2 separate regions of the Xenopus tropicalis genome follow, and region 2 is linked to region 1. Evidence: chromatin contacts called from public Hi-C data. All regions are on one chromosome and are shown on one strand. The core of a region is the stretch at or near the end of the contact, and the rest is flanking DNA. Distances in the headings are between cores, read along the strand shown.

Region 1 (4,437 bases), core at 1,936-4,435:
TCTGTTTAACTTGCTGACTTCTCTCCTAGAAGACACAGAAAAGAAAATAGCCAAAGATATCCAGAAGAAAGTGAAAAGTAAAAAAGATAGTGAGCAAATAGCTCTGGAGCCTTTAACCAGCTCTTATTTATCAGAGAGTGAGAAGACTGTGGATTCAAACAACTGCAATATCCCTGGGGAACAATCAGGAAAAATGGCAAATTATGACTTTTAAACTTGAGAGGATCTGGACAGAAGAAGCTGTGTGGCTAACATGCTGGGAAAAAAACTATTGCTTTAGCGCAGTGCTGTCCAACATTTCCAGTGCACTGGGCCCTTTATACAGTATTTTGCAAAGAAATTATACAAAGAATTCCACAGAGCCATTTAAAGACGCCACATGTGATCTTTGGGACGCTATTTGGACATACATGTTCTAGAATATAGCTACAAACATGCATGCTGGAACTATGGAGGGACAACTAATAGGATAATGCCCAGTTTTAACAGAATATTTGTTACACTCCTTGTTGGATTATTATGAGCAATTCATTGAAGTTTTGCAATCAGTGGTATAATTCCAGAGGCCTAGGTCCTCCACCCAAGCCCAAAATTGTGGATCACCCAAGATGCATGTAAAATTGCTGGTTGAGGGTCATCCACAATTTTGTGTCTGTCATGATCTTCTCAATACCACAGGGGGGCCACAAGGTCTGCCCCCCATATAGTTAAGCTACTGCTTATAGTGCTTATATTTGACAAATCAATTATATTCTTGTGAACAGGAGCATGTGAATTGAACCTGATTCAACTATAGATGCTCAATGTTGGTGATCACCAAGAAGAGGACATGAATCGGAAAGAGATGTCACCCACAAAACTTGCTTTCAAGATACAAGATAGGGGAAATTAATATGTTTAGGGGGTGCTAAGTGGTGTGATTTGGGATGGCTCTGGCATTCATCTCTGCCTTCTCCAGCTAGTTCTGTTTTGCATCAAAAAGCAAAAGTCACTTAAATAAATGCAATTTATAAATCGTATTTTGTACTGATGTTCGCAAATAGATATATTTTTGTTACTTTTCACCTGCATTGTCTGTTCTGTATAGCTATTTTTGTTACCTTACCTATTTAAAACCACAGAATGTATATTTCATGTACAATGTTGTATTAGTATAAATAAAAAAAAAGAGCCAAGAAAGGTTTGCAGCACAACGTCCTTTCTGAAACACTTTTGAAGTAATGTAATAAAACAAAAACTGTAGTACCGTGTTAGCTAGTAGCAAGAACAATAAATACAAAATACAAAATTATAGTAGAAATGATACCTATATTGGCTAACAATAGTAATGCATTGCAAGCTTTCGGTGCTCTAAGGCCCCTTCGTCAGGCAAAATACAAATGAAAACTGGAATGGCACATATATACTGTTAGATCAGAGAGAAGTGTTCATGAACAATACATTAGGAACTTACAGATAGAAAAGAGAAAACTTGTGAAAATAATATATAAGTAATTAATGTTTATTAGGGTGGGTTGTAAATACTCCAGGGGTGTGGATTCGGTCAGGTCACACAGTGTGACATGAAACCTGACCCCAAATTAAGGCCCAGTCTTAATGTGTTAAATAACTCCATACATTTTAATTCATAAATCTTTTTTTTTTTGTTTAGTTTTAACTTTCCCTTTTAGAATTAACACCTTCATGTCCTTTTATTATCTTCACAAGTTATCTCTGTCTGTTTGTAAGTTCCTAATGTATTGAACACTTATCTCTGATCTAACAGTATATATGTTGTGCCCTTCCAGATTTCATTTGTATTTTGCCTGATGAAGGGGCCTTAGAGCTCCAAAAACTTGCAGTGTATTTTTATGGTTAGCCAATATAGGTATCATTTCTACAATACTCTTGTATTTGTGTTTAGTAACCCATAGCAGGTAGCATTTACTGGTCAGCTGTGATTAATACTGTGGGTAACTAGACCAGGACAAAGTGCCTTTAATTACAACATTAAGGGCTCTGGCACACAGGGAGATTAGTCACCCGCGACAAATCTCCCTGTTCGCGGCGACTAATCTCCCCGAGTTGCCATCAGTTGCCATCCCACCGGCGACAATGTAGTCTCCCCGAACTACCATCCCACCGGCGAAAATGTAAGTCACCGGTGGGATGGCACACACGGCGGCGTGATTTCGGCAAATCGCCTGCGCAGCGTGTAACATCCCACCGGCGACTTACATGTTCGCCGGTGGGATGGTAATTTGGGGAGATTAATCGCCCGTGACAAGGGAGATTTGTCGCGGGCAACTAATCTCCCCGTGTGCCAGAGCCCTAAAGGAATCCCTTATCTGGAAGCCCATTATTCAAAAATCTCAAAATTATGGGAAGGCTATCTATCAGTTAGAGTCCATGATAAGTAAATCATTCTAACTTTTAATTGTAACAATAAAACAGTAGCTTGTGCTTGATGGTAGCAAAGGTGCATGAATACATATTGGTGGCATTCCTATTGAATTTTTTTAGTGTTGAAATAACTTTTAGCAGATTTAGGGGCAGATTCATCAAAGTACGAGTTCGGATCCCGAAATGGGTAAAATTCGGATTAAATACGATCATTTCTGATGATCGTAAATGTCACGAAAATACTTACGAAAAAATTGTAATAGTCACAATAATATCGTATTGGCGATCTGAAAGTCATGAAAGTTTCGTATCAGAACGATCATAAACGGTGGGAAAACCTTCTTTGATCCTTCTGTGCATGTTTTTGGAAGTCTCTCATAGGACTCAATGGCACTCTGCAGCTCCAACCTGGCCAAATGAAAGTCATGATAACGAAGCTTTAATGAATTCGAAACTTTCGTACTCATTGCGACAAACACGATTTTGTCGCGTAAAATTTGTCGCAAAGTACAAAAAAAGTCGCACAAATTAACGAAAAAAACACAGAAAATATGCACAGTTCTATAAATTAGAAAAAATTAAAAAATGTTGTGTTTGGAATCAATTGTACTTTGATAAATGTGCCCGTCACTGTATTGCGATTTGAGTTAAAGATTGTCTCCCCTAAGCCCTTTTGAATCTAGTACAATTTAACATAGGCTGCGCTAGGTTCTAACTCCAGTCCACAGGTCTCTGCGGCTATTCACAGGTTTATTTCATTTGCAACTAGCAACCTTAGCATAACATACACAAACTTGTTCAAGCACACTTGGGACTGTGATTTTTAAATTGCAAATTTTAGTGAGGTTCTTTGTCTTGCTTTTCAGGTGCAGCTGCTTTGTATATTACATTGTTTTGGGCTTTTATAAAGGATAATCACTGTTCTTTTATAATTATCACACAATGCCCTATGCAGTGGCAAAAAAATGGACAATTGCTGCCTTTTTTGCACTTTGGACACAGCTTGGGGCATTGTGAATACCCCCTTGTGTATCCCTGGGCTTTCCTTCCGCACTTTTTGCTTATTACCCTTTGACACTATGATCCTTTATTTTCCTCTTCATTTCTTTTTGTTTTTCTCCTCATTTATACTTTCCCTCTTTACTTTGACTCTTCACTTTCTTGAACATTTTTCTAATTTCTTTCTATAGCTTGTTACTGGTTTATATTCCCTTTTTCTTTTTTCTTTTTGCCCTAGTTTTCATCTCAGTTCTTCTCTTTCTATCCTTTCTGCTTGATCTTATATTCTCTTCTTCCTGCAGACATGCCTTTGTTTAGTTTGCATTCAGTTGTATCTCCTAATCACCACTAGATGTCAACCCTTAACCACATACAGAACTCAGTAGCCAGCCTTTGGGAGCAGCCCTGCCCTGCTGCTTTCCTTTGTCTTCAGTTTAGCTGGTGATTGATGAAATATTTGGTTGACAGCCACACCTCACCCGGTCCTCTGTTATTCCTCTAATGTAAGAATAAAGTACCATCAAATTTACTTTCTCTCTCTGTTGACAAAAGGCTACAATGATTTGTACCATCGTTCAAAGTAATTTCGGAGCTTTAATTGCTGCACTGTATAACTGTACATAGGGAGTCTATTGAGACTGCAGTTCAGAATTGTGCTCCAATATTTGGTTTTTTTTTTATTGTGGGGAACTTTGACTATGTGACTTCAAGTGGTTCCTTGCAATTGACTATATCTATTTTTGTATTTTGGGTTATGGCTATAACAGCTATACCAATAACATATACCAGCTATACCAATAACATAAACATCCATGCATTTCATTTCAAAAGTACATTTTATACACCAAATCACTATAATTGCTACAATAAGTTCATTAAAAAAAAATTACACAATTTACTTTACCTTACATTAAATTATGTGAACATAGCTTCTTCTGTGTGCACAACATTTCTTCTTACATATTTGCATTTACATGACAAGGAGCGGCCATAATGCTTGTTAGTGCTGAGACATTCTCCAAAAGAACATTCCCCTGTAACTGTGATTGATACACT
Region 2 (4,495 bases), core at 1,451-3,950, 350 kb after region 1:
CTGGACTTTTCTGAGTTGTTTTTTTAAAAAAAAAAAAAAACATTTCACCACGCATCCGATGTATTACACAAAATATAGAGATGTAAACAATATAGAGATGTATTACACAAAATATTCATTGGTCAGTATGGAAAATCTGGGAATTCAGGAAAACAGAGATGCATCTGGTAAACATTTGGTGGTGTAAGGGCTGTCGAATAGGAGTTTATAGTTAAATAACAGTTAACTGGAATAATTGACACTTATGGGATATATTAGGACACATTACCAGCTGATGACTGTGTTCTCCAAAGTCTCCTTTCTGCTAATGATCCCTTCCAAGATATCACTAGTCACTGGAGGTGCAGGTGCGGGAGCACTTGGTGGAAATGGGATTCCATTACACTTTGATGGAAAGATTTCTGCACAACCGTTAACTTCCAGCAATGGCTCCGGAATCTCAACCTCACTTTCTTCATCCTGAAATCAGAATAAAGGGGACCTACTGAAACAACCATTTGCTTAAAAAGGTATATGTAGAGATTTAACAATTCAACCACAATATTCATATGTTGTATAATGAGTTTTAGGACTTAACAACACAGGAGATTTTGTTGGATGGTGTCAGATTGACAGAATGATTCCTACAAGAAAGATGCAGTTGAATGGCCAAAATATAGTGGGACTGATGTGTAAAACTATGTTTTCCATTCAACACAACACCCCTGTCAGAAAGAAACACTGCATGCTGCCTGCATTTGACAAGATAGTATTTGATGGTGTCTGAAAGGCTTTTTTCTCTTATTGAAATACAATTGTATGATGTAGATGCAGGAACAAAACCCACCATCCGAGTTTATCTGATCTGACTTGCAATACAGCTGTTGGGATCAGATTTTTCAGGATCCTACAAAATCTTGTGCTGTTGTGTAACAAGTTTTTGTGGGGCACATAAAGCCTGATCAGCAAAATCTGATCAAAATCTCCTGTTTTGTTTAGCCCTTGGTTGATGCATAGGGAAGGCAAATACAAATTTGTTGAAGCAGTCTCTTTGTCTCAAATTGTAAAATTAAAAATTTTACCATAGCACCCTTTTTATGGATGCACAAAGAATCGGTATAATGTTAGTTGTCAGTATCGCAAACATTAAACATCCTGCTCTGCTTAATAGAATTCTTAATGGGGGTACTGGCAAATATAATATCTAAAAAAACATGAGTTTCCACTGTAAATTATATAGCCTAGGTGAGTTTATCATTGCAGATGTTTTTACTAAATGTTTATCAAAGAATGAAGTGAAGGGGATTTTATATGTACAAAGCACCTGGGCCAGGCTGCATACATCTGGTAGTTATTAACGGGTTTTAGTTTTGGTTTGGGTCACTCTACAACTGAACTAAATAGAAAGATCCTCTTTTTTTCTCCAAACCACTGTCTGAAATTCCTGGCCTGACTAATAACAGAGTGCTTAGGAAGCTGGGTTGCTGTGCACATCCACATGGAAACAGCAAGAAGCAACTTTAGCAATGCTTAATGACTTAGGTCTGGAAGCTCAGGTGGCTGTATAACCCACACATAGGGGCTGATTTACGAAGACATGATTTCGAATCCGAATTGGAAAAATTCCGATTGGAAACGAACATTTTGCGTCTTTTTCGTATTTTTTGCGATTTTTTCGGCGTCTTTACGATTTTTGCGTAAAAACGCGAGTTTTTCGTAGCCATTACGAAAGTTGCGCAAAGTCGCGATTTTTTCGTAGCGTTAACACTTGCGCGCAAAGTTGCGCCTTTTTCGTAGCGTTAAAACTTAAAAGGCAAGTTTTAACGCTACGAAAAAATCGGGACTTTGCGCAACTTTCGTAATGGCTACGAAAAACTCGCGTTTTTACGCAAAAATCGTAAAGACGCCGAAAAACTCGCGTTTTTACGCAAAAATCGTAAAGACGCCGAAAAAATCGCAAAATTACCGATCATTACGAAAAAAACGCAATCGGACGCATTCGGCCCGTTCGTGGGTTAGTAAATGTGCCCCATAGTGTGTGTTGAAAAAACAAATGTAATTTCCAATAATCAGGTCCTGAAGTCGACAAGTCTGATTTTGTAAATGTTTTTTGATAAGTTTTAAATTTGGAACAAACAATATCAACCCTCCTGACTCTGCCTGTGTCTTAACATTGCAGTTAATATCTGTAACTGTGTATATCCATATGTATTTATTAAAATTAATGCTTGATGTCCACTATTAGTGGACAGTAAAACTGTACAGGACTGAATATTTAAGAGACATCCATGCACTGTTAAGCATTTTATTAGATGTCACTCCCAGCTACATATTAAAGCAAAGTAAAATGCAGGGGAATATTAATACTTAATTCCTGAATGTATTTGTCTGAGAGTACAGGCAACCAACAAACCTACCAAGCCCTCCCGAGGCTGCTGATGATAACAAACCGATGCAGTATATCTGCTTGTTTATAGAATGGCATATTAGGTTTCAGTTTTGTAGATCTCCAACGAATGGTTTAGGTCTTTATGTTTAGCCTATGAAACTAATGATATTTAGAAACAGTGCAGGTGTATGTAGACTGAGAAGGCTAAGTGATGCTTACAGTGTTTACGTATTAGAGCAGAAACTGCAACAACAATTACTCCCCTGACTATTCAAGCGTAGCCACAAAGTAAACAGCAAACGCTTGTTTAGCCAGACACAAATGTGTGCTTTTCTCCAGGTTACCTGAGTGATCTCTGACACTTGGACAAAGGAAGTGCCTGGAAATGCAAGGACCTCCTCTTCTGTTTCTACACGTATTGGAAGCTTAAGGAAATTAAAGGAGTCATTATAAACATGGATACTTTAAGTATACAGGAACATAAAACAAATAATCTTTGTAACAAATCTGTGTAAGTTAGTTAGAAAAAAGACAGCCATTATACTGTAGATAGGGAAAGAAAATAAACAGACTTCTTGTTATGCTTTATCAAGACAAAGTCCTACTTGTACAGTGGGTTTTCTCCATAAGGATTCTCTGAGGTTAAAGGAACAGTAACACCAAAAAATGAAAGCGTATCAAAGTAATTAATATATTATTTACAATTGGCCCACACTGGCAAAGGTTGTGTGTCTGCTTCAGAAACCCTACTATAGTGCATATAAACAAAGCTACTATGTAGCAATGGGGTAGCCATTCAAACTGAAAAAAGGAGAAAAGGCACAGGTTACATAACAGATAAACTGCATAGATTCCCATTGTATTCTATTGAGCTTATCTGTTATTTGTTATGTAACCTGTGCATTTTCTCCTTTTTCCCAGCTTGAATGGCTGCTCCCATGGCTACACAGCAGCTTATTTATATAAACTATAGCTTAAATTAGAATTAATTAGCTATTAAAGCCAAGGATGTACTCTTCCCAAAGAAGGAAATTACTTTTCTATTCATTTCTTTATGAATTAATGGCTGCAAGGTCAATGGTCCTTTTCAGATCAATTATATCTCCTTTATTTTTATGTACTGTTTGGATGAAGATCAAATATTGATATGTCCACCACATATGGAAGAAAAAAAAAGAAAAGAAAAACAGACATGGGGTGTACTTTCTCACGACTGCATGAATAACAGTGTGTAAATAACCTTTCTTTTTTTGTAAGACATCTTTAACCGTTTTTAGTCAATAGATGCATCTGCCTTAATGTTTTAGTTCTCAGATCTCTCTGAACTCCCGAGTTGTAGAACAAGTTCGAACTCTCACTGCAGCTGAAGCTTTTGTCTGATGTTATGGCAACAGCCAGGTTTTATCACAAAATGTACAGATGTTTTCCATTACTTAAAAGCTAACAAGATTTGATGGCATTACTGAAAAGGTGCCAGGGCCAAAATGAAGAATGAATAAATTACCTTTGGAATAAGGGAGAGCTCACAGATGAGTATGCTGCTGAGCCATATGAATGATTAAATATGAATAATGTATTTGTTCTAGTTGTACTAAGAGGTTTAATGGACCCCTGTGAAATTAACCTTTTCTGTCCAGAAGTTTTTATATAAAATGAGCTCCAGTTTTCATGTACATTGTTATTAGTGCCTCAGTTTGTACAGTAGCTTTAAATTCATCCAAAATGGATTTCAAACCTTGCAGAAACCTTTTAAATCCTGTTATAAACTGTGGACATACCAGGGCACCTGGCCAAGTAGTATTGCCTTGGACACAAATACCTTGGCCCAGCTCTGTTCAGAACCTAATATAACCTTTAAGATCTGTTAAAAATACCACTGATAAAACTGCACTTACAAAGACTTGCACTACAGTTTTCCTTCTCCTTACAGACTAAACAATAATAAACCAGTTAGCCAAAGTTCTGGAATTTGATAATGTTCTACATATTTGATTGTTCTGAGGCAGAGTAAAATGAATACAATACCTGTATGTCAGGATTTATCGGAGCAGGATTGGAAGTAGGAGGAGGAGTTGTTTCTTGATTGGGAGACATTTGGCTCACACTGGTGCTCTCGCTTGCTACGCT

What was found. A called contact is a pair of places that touch in the nucleus more often than the background predicts.
Region 2: a contact with region 1 is called in a Hi-C map of gastrula embryo, with 3 times the contacts expected there. The contact joins two enhancer-like sites. A contact is called at or near these places in 3 of 5 Hi-C or Micro-C datasets (brain, gastrula embryo and neurula embryo).

The regions. Positions count from the first base shown.
Region 1 is chr8:103,129,941-103,134,377 of UCB_Xtro_10.0, forward strand. It overlaps LOC100486031 (potassium channel subfamily K member 16), which reads left to right. Exons shown (of 5, transcript XM_031892121.1): 5 at 1-1,175. The coding sequence ends at 214. Among named protein-coding and RNA genes, the nearest start is that of daam1, 31 kb to the left of the region's middle. Within about 2 kb of position 3,186, at least 3 of the 11 cell types and tissues checked have an H3K27ac peak or open chromatin away from gene starts, as enhancers often do. A contact at or near this core is called in gastrula embryo, where this site is marked.
Region 2 is chr8:103,480,776-103,485,270 of UCB_Xtro_10.0, forward strand. It overlaps kiaa0586 (protein TALPID3), which reads right to left. Exons shown (of 32, transcript XM_002933744.5): 18 at 4,394-4,495; 19 at 2,713-2,793; 20 at 269-459. Among named protein-coding and RNA genes, the nearest start is that of kiaa0586, 25 kb to the right of the region's middle. Within about 2 kb of position 2,701, at least 3 of the 11 cell types and tissues checked have an H3K27ac peak or open chromatin away from gene starts, as enhancers often do. A contact at or near this core is called in gastrula embryo, where this site is marked.